Regions from separate parts of the Sus scrofa genome. Here regions 2 and 3 are each linked to region 1. A link is a contact called in public Hi-C and HiChIP or PLAC-seq data. All regions are on one chromosome and are shown on one strand. Each heading gives the region's core, a stretch centred on a gene start, on an enhancer-like site or on the middle of the called end of the contact. The rest is flanking DNA. Distances are from core to core; before and after follow the strand shown.

Region 1 (3,159 bases), core at 251-2,750:
CCCTGCCATGATCCATTTTCTTTTTTTTTAATTTTTATCTTTTATTTTTTATTTTTGGCCACACCCATGGCATGTGGAAGTTCCCAGGCCAGGGATCACACCCGCACCAAAGCAGCCACTTGAGCTGCAGCAGGGACAATGCCAGCCCCTTAGCCTGCTGAACCACAAAGGACCTCCCGCAATCCATTTTCAAATCCAGTTATTCATTCACAAAACAGATAAAACTTCTGCCCTCTTCGAGTGCCTTCCAGGCGGCAGACAGGGGCTGTGGAGGAAGGGAAGCAGGGCTGGGGGTGGAGCCGGGGGTTCCTCTGACCGTGAGGAGTCTGGGGACATCCAGGTGAGGATGGGGCGTGTGGGGCGGACGGAAGTGAGGGAGCGGTCTCAAGGTGCCTTGAAGAAATGGCAGTGGAGGCCGTGGAAGGGCCGTGACAGGGCGTGGCTTTGCCGGCTGGGGCGTCTACAACCTGGACTGCGTGGCTTGTCCACAACAGAAGTGCGTTTCTCACAGTCCTGGAGGACAGGCAGTCCAAGGTCGAGATGCCCGTCCATTTGGTGTTTCCTGGTTGCGGGTGGCTGTCTTCTGGCTGTGTCCAGCCAGGCTGGAAAGAGAGCAAGCTCTCGGGCCTCTTCTAAGGGCACAAATCCCATTCTTGACAATTTTTGAGCTAATTATGCCCCAAAGGCCCCAGCTCCAAGTACCTTCACACTGGGGGTTAGACTGCAACAGATGGACACACCCCGTCCCTGACTAAGTGCACACTTAGAACAGTGCAGAAGCAGCAAGGAAGCCTGGGTGGCAGCAGTGGGCTGGGGGAGGGAGCCCTGGATGGCTCATCCTGCCGCTGAGATGGGCACCACTGCACGCTCCTAGCAGACTCTGATCCCTCACAGGGTGGCTGTGGCCCTGCTAACAAGGACGGTGAGGGCCAGAGCAGGACTGCACCGACCCAGGAGGACCTCTAAGAGGGGATGGTGAGAGCCAGCCTGCTCTGGAAGGGGGCCTCCTGGACGGATGTGAGTGTGGGGACACAGGGCACCTGAGCAGCTGGACAGGTGAAGTCACCATTGCCTGTGCTGGAGGAGGCCACAGGAAGAGCAGGTTTGGGGGACACATCTGGCTGGACAAGCAGACAGCATCGTCATCTGGGTCAGATCAGGGCTAGAGAGACAAGGGCCAGACGGGGCAGGGGGACAAGGAAGGAGACAGAGACTGAGAGAAGAGGCTGGGGAGAGCCAGAAAGCCGCCCTGAGAAAGGCAGGAGGGTCTCCGGCACCGGGGTCTCCAGCCTGCCCTCTCCGTCCAGGAGCCAGGGAGGAATGGGAGCCGGGAGAGGGGCCACCTCAGCCGAAAGCCCCAGGGCCCTCTCAGATCCACCCTTTGCACTGGGCTCCTCCTGCGGGTTCCCCCAAGCCACGCCCAGCAGGTCCGTGACCCACCGGGCGGCTTTGCAGGCGGGGCGGCGGAGGCTGCATCCTGTCCCGCCCCAGGGGTGGGGAAGCGCTGAGGCCCGCCCCGCGAGGCCCTTGGACGGGGACCGCGGGGCCTTCCGGCTGACTCGGCCGCTCGGCTACTTCTCTCTCCAGTGGCGGAGGGGTGGCGCTGACCCGGCTGCAGCCCAGGGACCCACAAGGCTGCGGTGAGCCCCAGAGACCCCCACCCCAAACTCCGTCTGGCTTCCTGAGGACGAGTCCCCTGGGCTGAAGTCCCCTCTCTTCCCACCAGCAGGACAGGGCCGTGGCTGCGCCACCTGGAGAGAGCTGGAAGGGTTAGGATTGAGGTCCTCAGGTGGGAATCTGGGGACTCCGTTCGGTCCCTGGAGATCAGTACTTGGGGGTGGGGGGCGGTCGGCGAGCATCTCAGGGTGAGGGTGTTTCCTGAGGGGGCTTAAGAGTAGGAGGCCTGGAAAATCAGGGCTGCCCAAGTGGGCCCACACCCCTCCCTCCACCTGTGAGTGCCATCAGCCAAGTTCCAAGGCCGGCTTTGGGGTTTAGAGGCTGTCAGAAGAGAGCAGCCCAGCCAATTGTGGGGCCCTCTGACTCCCCCTTCTCTAGGCCGCTCCACTGAGCAAAGTGTTCCATGGAGGATGCTGGCAGGGACCCCACCGTATTCACTGCCCATTCTCTGCCCAGTGACCCCCGCCTCTTGGCCACCGTGACCAACGCCTACTTAGGCACACGCGTGTATCATGACACACTGCATGTGAGTGGCGTGTACAATGGGGCTTCGGGGGAAACGCACCGGGCCATTCTGCCCAGTCCCCTCAATGTCCAGCTGGAGGCCCCTGCAGGGGCAGGAGAGCAGCTGATCAACACCTTCGCCCTGGACACTAACACAGGTAGCCCCCGCCTACCGGGCCCCACACCTCCCACCACTGCTCCAGGTGAGTGGGAGAACCGCCAGGGGCCCCGTCCTCACTCGGGACGGCCGGCTCCCAAAGAAAGAAGGCCCTGAGCAGCCCCTTTGTGAGGTCTTTAGCCGGCGGGCCTCCTGAACGGCCAGGAGCCTGGGGCCTCCTGTGTGGCTGTAGCTCCCGGACGGCAGTTGGGGCTCCACTCCCAGCTCAAAAAGGTGGCAGCTTGGGACTGTCCTCGGCGGCCCCAAGCTGGGTGGGTGAATGGCCCTGCCCTCCCCTCCGTCCTGCCCCAGGCTCCTTTCTGCACACCCTGGAGGGCCCCAGCTTCCGGGTTTCCCAGCGCATCTGTGCCCACCGCGTGCTGCCTCACGTCCTGACCTTCAGCGTGGCCATCACCCGCCTGGCTGCGAGGAGCTGGCCCATCACAGTGCGGCTGCGGTCAGCCTTCTCCCCAGAAAGCCCCGACCTGGACCTGCACCTGGGTCCTGACTTCCAGGGAGCCCGGTGAGGAGGGGGCAGGGGGCGGCCGGGTGGCGGGAGGTGGAGCCGGTCCCTGAGACACAGCCATGCCCTTGCAGGTACCTGTATGGCCACACGCTCACCACAGAGCAGCCCGGGGGTGCCCAGCAGGAGGTGCACATGCTGTGGACACCAGTACCCCCAGCCTTGACCCTTGGGGAAGGGGAGGAGAATGGGACATGGGAGTTCCTGACGGTGGTAGCTGGCAGCCAGGCCGAGACCCAGGCCTGCCTCGCCGAGGCCCTGCAGCTGCAGGTCAGGGGCACTCTTTACACAACCCACG
Region 2 (3,159 bases), core at 265-2,764, 94 kb after region 1:
TTACAGTGGAAAGTGGCCACCTTGATTCTATGCCCCAAAGTGAAAATGCAAGGGAAAGCGGGTGGCAGTGTGAGCACGGCAACTTCTTGGACAATCTTCCCAAGAGGAAGTGGGGCCCACAGCCCCTCCTCTCACGCCTGGGTGGTCTGTGACAGCATGTGGCAGAACTGGGGTGTGGTGACTCACGGGATCCCCTTTGCTGGAGCCCGGAGGCCACCGCCCTGGAGAGGCCATGCCCAGGTGCTCTGCCTAATCATCCCGCCGAGCTCGGACTCAAGGGCCCAGAAGGCCCCAGACGACTCCGGCCTGGCCACCAGAGTCACCCCCAGCTGGCCACATCTTCCCACCTGAGGCCAGAGACATCCTGGGGCAGAGGAGAGCTGTCCTGTGGGGCCCCATCTGAATTCCCAAACCACAGAAGCCATGTGCTTAAGCAACAGCTGTTTTACAACCTGGCTTGTTACACAGTAACAGAAAACTGGAAGAGATGGAGGGAGGGACAGAGAAAAGAGTCAGGCTGGCAGCTGGGTAAAGGGAAGGCTGGAGATGGGACAGGGAGGGGTTGAGGAGGCCTGGGCAAGACTGGGAACCAAGTGGGGCACAGTTCATCAGCAACCCACACCTGCCCCCCCCCACCTCCAGTGCAGCAAGAGCCACCCCTTGGACCCCACCACTCAGCTCAGACACAGAAGGGTTCCCTCCTGTTCCCTCGCACATGGCCCTGCCTCTTCTGCCTGTGCACCTCCATCTTCACTCTGCCTTGGCGGAGGCCACCACCTTGCCCTTCTGCTGCCCCTGTCCACGTGGCAGCCAGGCCAGACCCTGGCTCTCCAAGCTGAGGTCCCTTGGTGGTTCCTCATGCCCTTCAGGGTGAAGCCATGTGCTTTTGAGACCCTCTCAGTCTTGCCTGCATGGAGCCTGTCCACCCCTACACACCCAGCCACCCTGACCCACCATCGTCACCTTCTCTCTGTGTTTTTCCCAAAACTTGCTGTTTCTTTTCTTGACTTTGAGCCGCATTCCTCCTGGTCGGAGTTGGAGGGTCTCCCCAACTCCAAGCCCAGGCTGCCCACATCCCTCCCCTCACATTCCCCAAGCTCCTAGGGCCTCCCCATCACCCGTCCCTACACCCTTGTTCCCCGTGTGCCCACTGTCCCCCAACCCATGGCCTGCGCCTCCAGCATCCTCCATCACCACACCTTGTGTCCCTGGCTTCCCCTGCCCCGCATCCCCCCGCCCTGTGCACCACCCCCTGCCCCGTGCACTCTCAGACCCTTGACTCCTGTCCCGTAGCCCACTCACCTCCGCATACAGGCATCCCGGGTCCTCCGCATCCCCGGGTCCCCGAGCCCCCGCGCTGCTCCGGGCCGGCGCGCCCAGGTGGATGCGCGCGCGTTGCGTGGAGACAAGCGGCGGGCACACCCTAACACGCCGACCCCGCCTCCCACGCTGCGGATTGGCTCCCCGCAGGCTGGCCGGACCCGGATTGGCCCTCGCGGCGCGGCGGCCGGGCCCGTTTCACGGTGGGTAGCACCGCAGCGTGGATGCTGCTCGGTCCCGCCGCGGCCCCCAGAGCGTGGAGCCCGAGTGGCCGGGCGGGGCCGGGCAGGGGCACCGTCAGGAGTCCCTCCACCGCCCACCCTGGGCCCTCGGCCAGGGGCAGTCTGGTGTCGCGGCCGCACCCTGTGGCCGCGGGCGGCGGACAAAGGGCCATGCGGGGCTGGGGGACCCGGCGCGGGGCGCACGGGAGCCGGGGGCCGCAGCGGCGCCACTGAGTGCGTCCCGGGGCGGGGCGGGGCCGGCCGCGATGCCGTGGTTCCCGGTGAAGAAGATCCGCAAACAGATCAAGCTGCTGCTTCTGCTGGTGCTGCTCACCTGCGCCGCGTGGCTCACGTACGTGCACCTGAGCCTGGTGCGCCAGGGCCGCGCGCTGCGCCAGCGGCTGGGCTACGGGCGAGGTACGGGAGGGGGCGCGCGCCCTCGGGGCGGGGGGCGGTAAGGGCCCCGAGCAGCGCCGGGCCCAGGCCTTCCCTTCCCGTCCGGGTCTCTGCGTGAGCCAGGCCCTCCAGGAGACCCTGACCGCCCTTCCCAGCTCGGCGATATTGGAACAGGGGGCGCGGTTCGGGTCGGCCCGAACGCCGGTGATGTCTGCGGGGACGTGCGCGACCCTCTTGGCGAGCGTCCCCGAACCTGGGCGGACTCCGGGATCAGGCCTGGAGTGGGTCGTGACGGGGTTAACGGTGGTCTCTTGGAGAGACCTCCGCTCCCAGGCATGCTGGGATTTCTGAGAGGCCAAGTCTGGCAGCTCCTCCACCGCTTACCTACTTAGCAGAGCCTCAGTTTCCCTGTCTCCTGGGGAGGGGGATGGGTGCTGGCTGCGGGGAGCTGACCCTTGGAGTTGGGACGCTTCGTGGAGGAGGCACCTTAGGCAAACCTGTGATCCAGGTCTGAGGAGTTTGTGTGTTGGGGCGTAAGGCATGGGCTTGGGGTTCCAGCCTGGGGAGCCCCGAACTGTCTGGAGTGAACTCTCAGGCTCCTGGAGCTCACGCCCCAGGGAGGACAGTGGACAAATCCGGTCATGGTGAGCACTGTGGTAAAGAGCCAGAGGTGGGGGTGGGGGGTTGCACCTTAGCAGGGGGAATCCCGGAGGGCTTCTTTAGGTGGTGACCTTTGACACATAATATTTGGGGGAGGGGGAGGCAGAGGGCCTAGAACCTTGGTGGGAAGGTGATGAGAGAGAGAGAGAAGCATGCACCTCAGGCAGGGCAAGGGAGAGCCCAGCCAAGCTGTTCCTGGCCCTTCTCCAGGAAGGGCTGTGTCCTTAGGATGAGTGGTGAGACTTTCGCTTCCCAAAGACTCAGAACAGTGACTTAGCCTCACAAAGTCCTGGGCCTCCCCATGGTGGGGGGCGGGGGTCCAAAGCTCCCTGTTCAGTCCTACACCTGGCGCTAGGCCTGGAGTCAGGGGTTTGTCCCAACCTCCCCCCACCAGAGTCCATGCATCTCACAACTGCCACACCCTCCAGGGGCTCCCCAGCACTGGTCAGTCCCTCACAGAGCCCCCCAACCCAGCAGTCAGCAAATAAGGCAGGACCCCAGAGCATGAGCCAGTGACACAGAACACAACCAGCCTTCTGCTCAGTTGCCTGTGTGGTTTTCA
Region 3 (3,159 bases), core at 478-2,977, 67 kb before region 1:
TCGACCAGCCCGTCTGGCTGAGGTCCCGTGCAGAACAGTCTCACGAGGGCGGAAGGGGTGGGGACAGCGGACATCCGGACCCCGCAGCTTCACCGAGAAGCCGGGCAAGACCGCCCGAGGGCCCCACCCACGCCGCCCTGGCTCCGCCTGTTCTCAGTGTCTGCCGGCCAAAGCCACCCAGAGAGGCGGGGGCGGGCGAAAGCGACTCCTGCAGGCAGCGGCATCGGTTCCAGCACCGCCGCCACCTGCCTCCGCTCCCCAATGCTCACCCCGAGCCCAGTCCGCCATCGCGCCCAGCACGGACCCGCAGAGCTACAGCCTCCCGGGATGTGGCGCAGCCGTCGGGGAGGGACTTCCCGTCCCGCCCCTTCCGCCCGGGGCCCTCCAACTTCCGGCCGAGCGGGCGAGCGGGCTGGACGGAGAAGAACTGACGTTTCCTCCACCGCCTGCCTTGTGAACAGGGCCGCTGGTTCGCTCCTGGGACTGCTGGAAGGTTATCGTTTTTAATAGCATCATGGTGCCGACAGACAATTCCGCGGCCATTCCTGCCGAAGGCGGTGTCAAATCCTAACTGGAAAGAGCTCACGGCCCTTTCTCAGGCGAGAGAGGCTCCTCGCGGCGACACGGCCCGGGGTCCGAGGCCCGCCCGGCTGCGGTGCGGTTAAGGCGAGGACTCGGTGTGAAGCACGCTCCAGATGCTGCCGGCGGGATAAAGAGGGGATCAGTGCCTGGAACAAGCGAGCGCTGCAAAAATCTCAGGGATGAAGCACTTGAAGGAAAACGGGAAATCAGGAAGAAGAGTGGGAGCGTGAGGGGAGTTAGGGGCAGGAGGAGCCGGTGCTGCGACCTTGCACCCGGGCACTGACAAGGGGTCTGGCACAAAATAGATGCTCAACAAAGGCTTGTTGCGCAGTGGGTGGAGTATATGTTATTCACCCACTGTAATGGAGCATTCACTCTGTGTCGTTTAGTGCTGACAACCCACCGAAATGGGACCTTTTATCATCTCTGCTTTTCAAAAGAGGGAACTGGGTCCAGGCCAGAAGATGTGTCTGCTTACACAGCCAGGAAGTCCCTGCACATGATCAGGCTTTGCCTTCATCCTGACCTGGACCTTCCCTCCCCACTCTCCCCTGTCTCTCAGCCCCAACAATGATCTCTTTCTCCTACAACGGCCATTCCCACCTTTACTCTGCCGGCTCCTTCGGCCTTGAATGAACTTCCCCCACATCCCTTCCTGGCTCACTTCTTCCTCTGGTCTCAGCAAAAGCGACACTTATTCAAATCCCCTTGGAGCCCATCAGGCCCCTTTTTCAATCACAGCACTATGACTGCTTAAAGTCTTCCCGTTTTCCCGTTTTTGTTTTCACCTCTGCAATATAAGCTCCACGAAGGCAAGGACCTGTGGGTTCTGTTCACCCACATCCTGGTTCCTTGCATGCTGTAGGCCCTCAAACGCCTGCTTAATAAACAAAGTGGTCCCGGGGCTGCAAAGTCCTTTCCACTTCGTCTTTCCTCGGAACATCTCATTCGTTCTGTACATCAAGAGGGGTGTAGTGTGCGTGTAATAGCGGGGTGAGAAGCTAAGGCCCTCTCCCGTAGGGAATTCACTGCTCGGAGCCGGAGCGATTCAGGCCCGTGGTCGGATAACCACTGAGTCGGACACTGAAAGGCAACGTGACTAGACATCAAAGCCTTTAAATTCCCGAGGGCTCTTCTAGGCCTCTCCACTTTAAGGCGCGCGCAGCCCGGGCCCCCGCCCCGCGCGGCGCCGCGCGCAGCCCGGGCCCCCGCCCCGCGCGGCGCCGCGCGCAGCCCGGGCCCCCGCCCCGCGCGGCGCCGCGCGCAGCCCGGGCCCCCGCCCCGCGCGGCGCCGCGCGCAGCCCGGGCCCCCGCCCCGCGCGGCGCCGCGCGCAGCCCGGGCCCCCGCCCGCGCGGCGCCGCGCACGCCCCTTCCCGGCCTCCCCCGCGCGCCGAGCTAGGGCCGGGCGGGCCGTCTGGGGCCCAGAGCCTTGGAGCGAGGTACCTTCCGCTTCCTCGGGCCGGGGTCCCGGGAGCGCCATGGAGCCTCGGGCGGTAGTGGATGCTATAGAGACGGGGGAGGAGGACGTGGTTATGGAGGCTCTGCGCGCCTACAACCGGGAGGTGAGCGGGAGCTATGGACGTGGGACGCGCAGGGAGGAGGTGGGGCTGGGTGGGTCCCGCGCGCGTGGCCGGCGGGGAGGGTGTGAGTGGTGAGCGTGGCGGAAGGCTGAGGGTGTTGGCGAGCACGGCGGGGAGGGGCACCGAGTCTTTGAAGAGTTGCTGGGGGTGCCGTGGGGAAAGGGAGCCCTGTCTATTGAGAGCGGTGTCTGCGGCCTTGGAGCTCGGATTCTGCTTCGGTGGACCTGTGCCTCCTAATCTTCTGGGTCTGTTTGCAGAACTCCCAGAGCTTCACGTTTGACGATGCCCAACAGGAGGACAGGAAGGTGGGTGCTTATCAAGGGTAAAGGGGCAGGGACGGGTGGCCCAGGTAGAGGAGCCTGATGGAACCGCTCTATTCCCCTGCCCACAGAGACTGGCGGAGCTGCTGGTCTCAGTCCTGGAGCAGGGCTTGTCACCTTCCCGCCGAGTCATCTGGCTGCAGAGCATCCGCATCCTGTCGAGGGACCGCAGCTGCCTGGACTCGTTCACCAGCCGCCAGAGCCTGCAAGCGCTTGCCTGCTATGCTGGCATCTCTGCTTCGAAGGGGTCGTGTCCTGAGACTCTGGACATGGATGTTGTGCTCGAGTCCCTTAAGTGCCTGTGCAACCTCGTGCTGAGCAGCTCCGTGGCACAGGTGCTCGCCGCAGAGGCGGGGCTAGTGGTGAGGCTCGCAGAGCGAGTGAGACTGTACCGCCAGAGCAGCTTCCCGCATGACGTCCAGTTCTTTGACTTGCGCCTCCTCTTCTTGCTAACGGCGCTTCGCACTGATGTGCGCAGGCAGCTGTTTGAGGAGCTGCAGGGAGTGCACCTGCTGACCGAGGCACTGGAGCTGACGCTGGGAATGACCCCTGGAGAGGGACCCCCGGAACTCCTTCCTTCCCAGGAGACCGAACGGGCCATGGAGATCCTCAAAGTGCTTTTCAACATCACCTTCGACTCCATCAAGAGGGAGGTGGATGAGGTGAGGGCTGGCCT

Evidence for each region. A called contact is a pair of places that touch in the nucleus more often than the background predicts. HiChIP or PLAC-seq counts read pairs in DNA pulled down with a chosen protein or histone mark.
Region 2: a Hi-C map of alveolar macrophages shows a contact between it and region 1, with 2.3 times the contacts expected there. The contact joins the promoter of B4GALNT4 here to the promoter of PGGHG in region 1. A contact is called at or near these places in 2 of 5 promoter capture datasets (fetal skeletal muscle and liver) and 4 of 47 Hi-C or Micro-C datasets (alveolar macrophages, blood, embryonic fibroblasts and 1 more).
Region 3: an H3K27ac HiChIP or PLAC-seq map of alveolar macrophages shows a contact between it and region 1. The contact joins the promoter of BET1L here to the promoter of PGGHG in region 1. A contact is called at or near these places in 1 of 5 promoter capture datasets (fetal liver), 3 of 47 Hi-C or Micro-C datasets (blood, embryonic fibroblasts and fetal liver) and 1 of 2 datasets of contacts at active chromatin or transcription factors (alveolar macrophages).

The regions. Positions count from the first base shown.
Region 1 is chr2:97,754-100,912 of Sscrofa11.1, forward strand. It overlaps PGGHG (protein-glucosylgalactosylhydroxylysine glucosidase), which reads left to right and starts at 1,501. Exons shown (of 15, transcript XM_005655041.3): 1 at 1,501-1,640; 2 at 1,730-1,789; 3 at 2,056-2,339; 4 at 2,651-2,861; 5 at 2,936-3,159. The coding sequence starts at 2,081.
Region 2 is chr2:191,389-194,547 of Sscrofa11.1, forward strand. It overlaps B4GALNT4 (N-acetyl-beta-glucosaminyl-glycoprotein 4-beta-N-acetylgalactosaminyltransferase 1), which reads left to right and starts at 1,515. Exons shown (of 20, transcript XM_021082536.1): 1 at 1,515-1,958. The coding sequence starts at 1,808. It overlaps LOC102166195 (a long non-coding RNA gene), which reads right to left and starts at 1,409. Exons shown (of 4, transcript XR_002341370.1): 1 at 1,303-1,409.
Region 3 is chr2:30,233-33,391 of Sscrofa11.1, forward strand. It overlaps BET1L (BET1-like protein), which reads right to left and starts at 1,728. Exons shown (of 3, transcript XM_021082526.1): 1 at 270-1,728. The coding sequence starts at 288. It overlaps RIC8A (synembryn-A), which reads left to right and starts at 1,903. Exons shown (of 10, transcript XM_003124225.4): 1 at 1,903-2,145; 2 at 2,421-2,468; 3 at 2,555-3,145. The coding sequence starts at 2,062.